Regions from separate parts of the Sus scrofa genome. Here all the other regions are linked to region 1. The links are chromatin contacts, called in public HiChIP or PLAC-seq maps. All regions are on one chromosome and are shown on one strand. The core of a region is the stretch at or near the end of the contact, and the rest is flanking DNA. Distances in the headings are between cores, read along the strand shown.

Region 1 (2,730 bases), core at 127-2,626:
GCCTACTCGCTGAGTTATAAATATATACTACTAAGAAGAATCACTTCATCCACGGGACCGTGGGCCAGCATTTTAAAGCAACACTGCCACCAGAAGACTAAAAAGAAAAGTTACCGCTAAAAACTACAGTACAAGCTGATTACAGAATATTTATCTGGCCTCCCAACGTGGCTACATCACAACGTGCTTGCCACGGGCTCTTCAGAAACACTCATTCCTTCCTGTATCTCATACTTATATTTATTTATTTTTCAGCATCATATAACTTGCTACCGCATGGTTTCAAATTCGAGTCAGTCAACTGTGACAAAACAAAATGACAGAGAGCGTTCAACTGTTTTCTGTCGACTACATAAGCAAATAAATAATGCCATGGGTTCAGCATCTTTCATTAGGTTTAACGGTAAACTTCATCAGGAAATTTATGCAGCGCTAAGGACGCCTTGGAGACGAAAAGCACAACCTTCTAGACACAAAAATTATATGAGAGAAAAGAAACAGTCGACTAAGTAGAATAAAAATAACTAATGAAGAGGGATTAACTTAACCTCTCTTTTCAACTTAAAACCGTATCCTCATGTCCTACATTTTGGTTTGGGTAGTGTTTACATAGGAACATACAAAATGTAAAACATCTTCGAACATTTTATGCTTGTAAATGACCACTGATTTTTAAAATGGGTGATGAAACATTATATTCCAATGCCAAGAACTCCGCACGGTGTCAGGGAACCGCTAAATTTGTCATTGTTCACAATGGTGGAAAAAGTTGGTCGTGGTGGGAAGTCGGTCTCCGGCTCGCGTTCGGAGAGGCAGGCTCGCCAGCGGGGCCGCGTCGGAGGACTCCCCGGGGGCTGGCCCGGCCCACCCCGCACGTCCGGAATTAAAGGGCTGGCCGGAGAGGGCGTGCCCGGCCTGGCCGCGCCGCCGCCGCTTACCCGGTAGTTGCTCGAGCCCACCCAGCCGGTGAGAGCGTCGACCGTCTTGCCCAGACAGCCCAGGTTCTCCTCCAGGTCCGGGATGGCGCCGGGGACGCCGAGATAGAGCAGTAGCTCCTGGCCGACCTGCAGACGGCCGCCGACGTCCTTCTGCTGCACCTGGGCGCTGAAGTACTCCATGCTGCGGGGCTCCATGGCCCCGCCCGCTGGCCCGTCAGGGGCCAACTTTCGCCGAGCGCCACCCAGCCGCCAGCGCGGAGCCCCGCGGGAAGGGGCCGGACGCGATCGTGCCGGCCGAGACGCGGCTCGCGGGCCGCGACGGGCGGCGGGAGCAGCGCCAGGCGCCGAGCAGCCCCCGAACTAGTCAAACTCGGCGCCCCCCGCGCTCCAACCCGCTTCAGAGGCCGCGGCCGCCGGCGACGTCAGCACGCGCGTGACGTCAGCACGACGCTGGCGAGCGCCCGCCCGCCTGTACCGATTCGGGTTTGGCAGTCGGGGCGCGAACCGCTGGGGGCAGTAGGACGTCTGCTGGGCGTTGGGGTCGGGGTGTGTTGACCATGCCGGGAAGCCGACCGCTCTCTGCCACGCGCCATCGCAGCCCTGTACCCTCGCCCTGTAAAATCTAGATCTCTTCCAAGTTTTCCTCCACTTGAAATCAGTACTTGGGAAAGTTTCTGGTACTTGGAATTCCCCTTCCCCAAGCCCACTCTCATTTTTTGTTTTGTTTTTTGTTTTTACTTTGCAAAATACACGTCCTCATAAAAAAAGAAAAACATCATGACCCCTGCTTCTAGTCACCACCACTGGTTGAGTCACAATGTGAGGCTTTTTTTTTTTTTTTTAAACAAAGGTTTAATTTACATAGAGTAAAATGAACAGATTTTAAGTGTGCCGTCCACGCATTTTAACAAATGTATTCACCAGTGTGGCTAGTTAGCATCCTCAATAAGACAGAACATCACTCCAGGAAGTTCCAAGAAATTCCCAGGCAATTCTTTCTAACCTGATTTCTATCACTGTAGCATAGTTTTCCCTGTTCTTTAATTTCATATGACTTCATGCAGCCTGTAGTCTTTGGAATTGGGCTTCTTTCTCTCTTTGACATAATGTTTTGAGATCCATCCAATGCTGTTTGTCAGTAATCCCTTTTCATTGCTGTGTAGTATTCCATATATGGAAGCACCATAATTCTTGATCCACTCACCTGTTTGTAAACATTTTCATTATTTCATATTTCAGTTTTTCAGCTGTAATCAACTATATTTTTAGTGTACAAGGCATATTGTAGAGACAGGGTTTTACTTCTCTTGGTTAAATACCAAAGACTGGAATTACTAGCTGCTATGATAAGCTTATGTTTAACTTTAGAAGAAAATGCCTATTTCCCAAGTGCCTGGACCATATTACACTCCCACCAGCAGCACTGGAAAGTTCCCGTTGGTGCACATCTTCACAATATTTAGCATGGTTAGGATAATTAGTTTTAGTCATTTTCATGGTTGTAAAGTGGTATATAATTCATTCTAAATGCACATTGTATTTTTCTTCCTGCCAATTATTTCCAGCCACAATTTAATAATTATTTGTATAATATCTGTCTCCTCTACTACTCCGAAAGCTCCAAGATCATTTGTGTTTTCCCTAGGATGGTGCTTGGCAAATATTGGGCACTCAATCAATTTAAGTGGAACAAGTGAATGAATTCAGTTGAAATTGACATTTGAAATGTTCGCAATAACAAAATAATAACAGAACAGTAATAATACACTCTCCAAATTCAAAGAAACATCTT
Region 2 (2,730 bases), core at 89-2,588, 86 kb after region 1:
ATTCGTTTCTGCTGAGCCACAATGGGAACTCCCCATATGTGCATTCTGTAATCAAAACGAGATAGTGTAACATACATACAGTTTTGTGACTTGCTCTTTTCATTTAATGACCTCCATCTTTCCATGGCCATACATTTTCATCTCATATTCAGTCCATCTATATTCAGATTTCTTTAACTGTCCTGAAAATGCATTTTATACGTGGTCTGTTGAAATTAGAACTCAATCCAGACTCTATATCCCTCAAATTCCTTTTCAAAGGCTTTTTTCATAACTATAAATTGTTCAAGAGATGGGGCCAGTTATCCTGTGGAATGTTCCACCTTTTGGATTTATTTGGTTACTTTTTATGGTATCATTTGGCTTGCTCTTCTATTTTTTATATCTCTTATAAATTGTGTGTTAGATGCAAAGAATCAATAGATTCAAGTTAAACGTTTTTGCCTGGAATATATCATAGATGGTGACATTGTAAACTTCATACTATATCTCATCAGACTGATGCACAAGGTGGCTTTTAAAAAATGTAAATTGTATCATGTCACTGGTGCTTAAATGCCATTCATAACTTCCTTTTCATTTATTCTACAATACAAATTCTTTAACTTGGCCTACAAGGTTCTGAAAGATTTGATGCCTATATACTCTTCCAACTTCATTTCATCCATTCTCTACTTGCTTTTTATGTTTCTTCCACACTGTTTGCTAATACTCCCTAAACATGGGAAGTGCTTGTCTCCAGGGCCTTGGCCTCTTGCTCTGGGAGGCTCTCCCCTGCCAATACTCTCCTGGACACTTCTCCTTTCTCCTAATGTCAAGCATCTTCTCAAACTGTAGATTTTCTACAGGTCACCGTCTCTCATTATCTAATTATTATTATTGTTTAAACTAGGTTCTTTCGAGAACCTCATAACCCATATTCCAAGTATTCTGCTTTTTGTACCATGATACTTTTTTGGTCCACCTTAATATCTGTGTCCTTACCTGACAATAAGCTGCACAATGGCAAGGACCTTGCCTACTCGGTTCACTGTGCACGCAGTATTTGTATAGAGGAGCCCGGTGAACAAATTACCATAGGTCACAATATACCCTGAGGCTGCCAGGTCTTGATAGGTGGTCGAAAACTCGCGCAGGTGGCAGTAACAGGAATACATCCCTGGGAAGTTATTCTAGTAGAGAAACATTTATCTTCACTTGAGAGTGCTTTGCCCACCCGCCGAGGCAATACGCAGAAAGCAAAGAATTCCTCAAGAGGACGGAGCCACGACCTTACGGCTGAGCCTGGGTGCAACCGGGCCCAGGTGAGCTACGCCGTCGCGGGAACTCCCTCACGTGACCGCGGGCGTCGCGCCGAGTGCGCCTGCGCGGAAGCTCCCGGAAGTGGCTGGACCCAAAGCGCAGGCCGGGCGCACGTCCGTCAGCCAGTCCAGTCCGCCGGTGGGCCGGTCCGTCGTCCCGGTACTCCGCGCGCCTCGGCTCTTGTCGCCGTCCCGCGGTCTCTTCGGCCCTAAGGGCGGCCGAGGCGCTCGCCATGGCGACGTTCATTTCAGTACAGCAGAAAAAGACCTCGGAGGTGGACCTGGCCAAGCCGCTGGTGAAGTTCATCCAGCAGACGTACCCGAGCGGCGGGGAGGAGCAGGCCCAGTACTGCCGCGCGGCGGAGGAGCTCAGCAAACTGCGCCGCGCCGCGCTCGGCCGCCCGCTGGATAAACACGAGGGCGCGCTCGAGACGCTCCTGAGGTGGGCCTGGGGTCGGACGGGGGAGGCCGTCGGCGGCCTGCCACTCTCCTTGCTTCCTCTGCCCTCCCTGCCTCCCTCCTTTACACCCACTGCCCCGGGCCCGGCCCCAGCTTGCCTGGCCGCGTAGGTGTGGTCTGCATTCCTTCCTGTTTAGCAGGCCCCGGTGACCCTACCCGCTTCCCCTGGCTTCCCACCCCGGCCCTTGGTCTGCTGGGACTCGGTCGGTCTGGGAGGAACGCTCTGCCACGTACTGATCTATCTTGCCACATTTACCCAGAACTAGTTTTCTTCACTTTTTCGGGGGTTCTAAATGAGACTCCTCCCTTCACTGCAAAACTTTCCTGGTCAGGTTTGGATTTCATAATGCTAATTGCTTGAGGGAAGTGGCAGAATTGGGACATTGGAACACATGTTTATTACCTGTCCACTTGAAATGAGCCGTCTTCCTAAGTCCCTCATAACCAAATAATTATGTAGGTTAGGAGCTGCCATTATTTGAAATTAAACTTGAGTGTCAGAATGTTCAAGGTAGGTTGCTTGAAGTCAGTTTCTTCATAAACAAGTAGGCACTTAATGGAGTAAATTTATCTTAGCAAATGTTTATTGAACTCATGCTGTATTTAATGGGAGTTCCTTTTGTAGTACTTTGCAGTTAGGATGGCAGAACATTTCTATAGCGCTTTATAGTTAAACATTTCTTTGCTCTACCTTGTTAATGATCTCATTTCCTATGTGTAACACTTTCTCCTTGTTTCAAGAGAAAAACACAGCTCTGTTAGAATGCAAGTAAGGAGAAGCTCAGGTTAAACTAGCTTGTTTGTTCTAGAAAAGCCAAGGAATATTGCTCCCTTAGCTTTAGGCATTCCTGAAGATCGTCTTGCCTCCATGATTCCCTCTTAGGAGGGCTTTGTTCCTTTATTAGGAGAGATGGCCACCTGCTGTACTGTAATTACAGTGGTCCTTAGCACTCTGGATCTTACAAAAGAG
Region 3 (2,730 bases), core at 162-2,661, 80 kb before region 1:
ATTAGTGGGTACTGTCTCAGGAGATAACATGGTTTCTAGCGCGCCAGACTGACTGGAGGGGGCACTCTCAGAAATTCCCAAATACTACTTTAAGAGATTCAAGTAAAAAGAGAAAACTCCATTCTACTTAGTCTTAAACTACTCATAAGTTGAAATGCTGGATATAAAGGTAAAAATGAAGCAAAGGGGAGTTCCTGTCGTGGCTCAGTGGAAATGAATCTGACTAGCATCCACAAGGATGCAGGTTTGATCCCTGGCCTCATTCAGTGGGTTAAGAAGCCCGTGTTGCTGTGAGCTGTGGTGTAGGTTGCAGATGTGGCTTGGATCTGGTGTTACTGTGGCTGTGGCATAGGTCAGTGGCTACAGCTCCAATCTGACCCCTAGCCTGGGAACCTTCATATGTCAAGGGTGTGGCCTAAGAAAGAAAGAAAGAAAGAAAGAAAGAAAGAAAGAAAAGAAAGAAAAGGAAATGAAGCAAAGGGTCAAGTAGCAAGTAGTATGTTTCAGATACAAGGGCAAAGAAAAGTCTGAGAAATAGAAAGGAGCAGGTTCTTCTCATGCTACAATGAAGTGACTAACACTGAAGAGAGATGTAAATGCTGGAGAAACAACAAGGAGGAAAATGGGGCATGAACCTTTTGAAATTCATAAGAAAACCTGTATTTTTTAAGGAGAGTTATGCTAACAAAAGCACTATCAGTGCTTTTGAAGAGTGTTATGAAAAGACAGAGAGGAGCCTTCTCGATCCCCAACTTTCTAAGGAAAACAAGTTGAAAAAGATACTCCGTTCTTTTTTTTTTTTTTTTTTTAATGGCCAAACACACAGCATATGGGAGTTCCTGGGCCAGGGAATGAACCTGAGCCACAGCTGTGACCTATGCTGCAGTTTTGGCAACATAGGATCCTTTAACCCACTGTGCTGGGTCAGGGATGGAATCTATACTGCTGCAGTTGGATCCTTTTTTTTTTCAGGGCCACACCTGCTACATATGGAAATTCCCAGGCTAGGGGTCAAGTCAGAGCTGTAGCTGCTGAGCTGGCCATAGCCACAGCAACACCAGATCCTTAGCTCAATGAGTGAGACCAGGGATTGAACCTGCGTCCTTCTGGATACTAGTCAGATTCCTTACTGCTGAGCCCAAACGGGAACTCCTGCAGTTGGAGTCTTAAGCCACTGTGCCACAGCAGGGACTCCAATCATGTGACATTTTTATGCAAAAGAAAGTACAATTTCAGGGGCAGAGTCCAGAGTCCAGGGTGGAACCAAGAATAGCGGAAAACACGGACCTAAAGAGGCACCCCAAAGAGATAATGAAACCTTCATGACAGAACATTCACAACCCTTAAAGTAAGGGATCCTGACTGCAGGTTCCTGCTTGATTTCAAAACTGCTATAAATCAGTGACTACTATGAACTTCCTGCTCCTCCCCTTTAGGAATGGGAGTGTCTATTACAGTTTTCCTATCCCTGGTACCACCACTGTATGTTGAGTACGTAGATGTCTTTTTAGTTCAGAGCCCTCTAGATGGAGAGAACCCTTACATTCATCTCAACCTGATGCAGATCACAAGACCACGGGCTTTGGGCCCGATGGCATAATTAGGATGAGACTTTTGGGAAATGCCTGAGTGCATTTTGTATGTGGGAGTTATGTGAATTATTGTGGCCAGAGGGCAAGCTATCAGTAATTGTTTACAAGGATAGCTGTAACAATGCTCTTATTCTTGTCAATTGCTCCTTTTACAATGTGACTTGGCAATTTCTGATCGGAAAGTGGAGTTCCCAGTAAACAGGTGGAGAAGAGTAACCAAGAATTCTCCAGTTGAGACAAGACCTAGGAGAGGCTGCAGGGGCCCCGGATAGGTGATTCCCCAATATCCAGCAGGAAAAAATCTCTGAGAAAAGCTTCTAGAAAGCCCAATTTGGACCTAAAGAATTCTACCAATTAAGTTCAAGCAATGAGCTCACAATCTAAGTTCGAAAAACTTTAGACCTTTGAACAAAATATATTGAATCCACTTAAACTCGGATTTTTTTTTTTTTAACTAAATATTGCAGTACTACATAATCCACAGCAGGGTGAATCCACAGATGTGGAACCACAGAGAGGGAGGGCTGATTATGGCGCTTCGAGGATTTTGGTATCCATGGTGGGTCCTGGATAGGCAAACCACTAAGTCACAAGGAACAAACAATGGATTTTTGAACTGTAGATACTAGAACTGCCGACTTACAGATTACAGAATAGATGTGAATATAATGTCTGAAGAAATAATGTGGACAGAATCACAAAGATACCAATCAACAAATGGCATTAGGAATGAACGGATGAAATTGGGGGAAAATGCATTAACTTGAATAATCAACTGTTAGAATTAAAAATAAAAACAACCTTGACTGAAAGATTAAACAGAAGAAATATTTAGAGAACTAAAAGACATACCTGAATAAATTACTCAGAATGTGGCCAGGAGAAATAGGTAAATGGAAAGACATAAAGAGATATAGAGGATAGCAAGAGAAGATCTAATATGTATCTAATCAGAGTGCCTGAAAAACAGAATGGAAATATTTATAAAAAGATAATGGTTGTGGAGTACCCTGGTGGCCTAGCAGTTAAGGATTTGGTGTTGTTGCTGCTGAAGCACAGTTCGATCCCTGGCCCAGGAATTTCTGCATGCCATGGTGTGACCAATAAATAAATAAAAAGATTATGAACTTTCTAGATG

Evidence for each region. HiChIP or PLAC-seq counts read pairs in DNA pulled down with a chosen protein or histone mark.
Region 2: a contact with region 1 is called in an H3K27ac HiChIP or PLAC-seq map of alveolar macrophages. The contact joins the promoter of PDCD6IP here to the promoter of CLASP2 in region 1. A contact is called at or near these places in 1 of 5 promoter capture datasets (liver), 1 of 47 Hi-C or Micro-C datasets (alveolar macrophages) and 1 of 2 datasets of contacts at active chromatin or transcription factors (alveolar macrophages).
Region 3: a contact with region 1 is called in an H3K27ac HiChIP or PLAC-seq map of alveolar macrophages. The contact joins the enhancer-like site here to the promoter of CLASP2 in region 1. A contact is called at or near these places in 2 of 5 promoter capture datasets (fetal liver and liver), 12 of 47 Hi-C or Micro-C datasets (alveolar macrophages, brain, embryonic fibroblasts and 7 more) and 2 of 2 datasets of contacts at active chromatin or transcription factors (alveolar macrophages and skeletal muscle).

What each region holds. Positions count from the first base shown.
Region 1 is chr13:19,509,213-19,511,942 of Sscrofa11.1, forward strand. CLASP2 (CLIP-associating protein 2) reads right to left here and starts at 1,377. Exons shown (of 39, transcript XM_021071582.1): 1 at 939-1,377. The coding sequence starts at 1,133.
Region 2 is chr13:19,595,726-19,598,455 of Sscrofa11.1, forward strand. PDCD6IP (programmed cell death 6-interacting protein) reads left to right here and starts at 1,339. Exons shown (of 18, transcript XM_021071622.1): 1 at 1,339-1,743. The coding sequence starts at 1,535.
Region 3 is chr13:19,429,255-19,431,984 of Sscrofa11.1, forward strand. The region is part of intron 8 of CLASP2 (CLIP-associating protein 2); the gene reads right to left. Among named protein-coding and RNA genes, the nearest start is that of CLASP2, 80 kb to the right of the region's middle. Within about 2 kb of position 1,412, at least 1 of the 83 cell types and tissues checked has an H3K27ac peak or open chromatin away from gene starts, as enhancers often do. A contact at or near this core is called in alveolar macrophages, where this site is marked.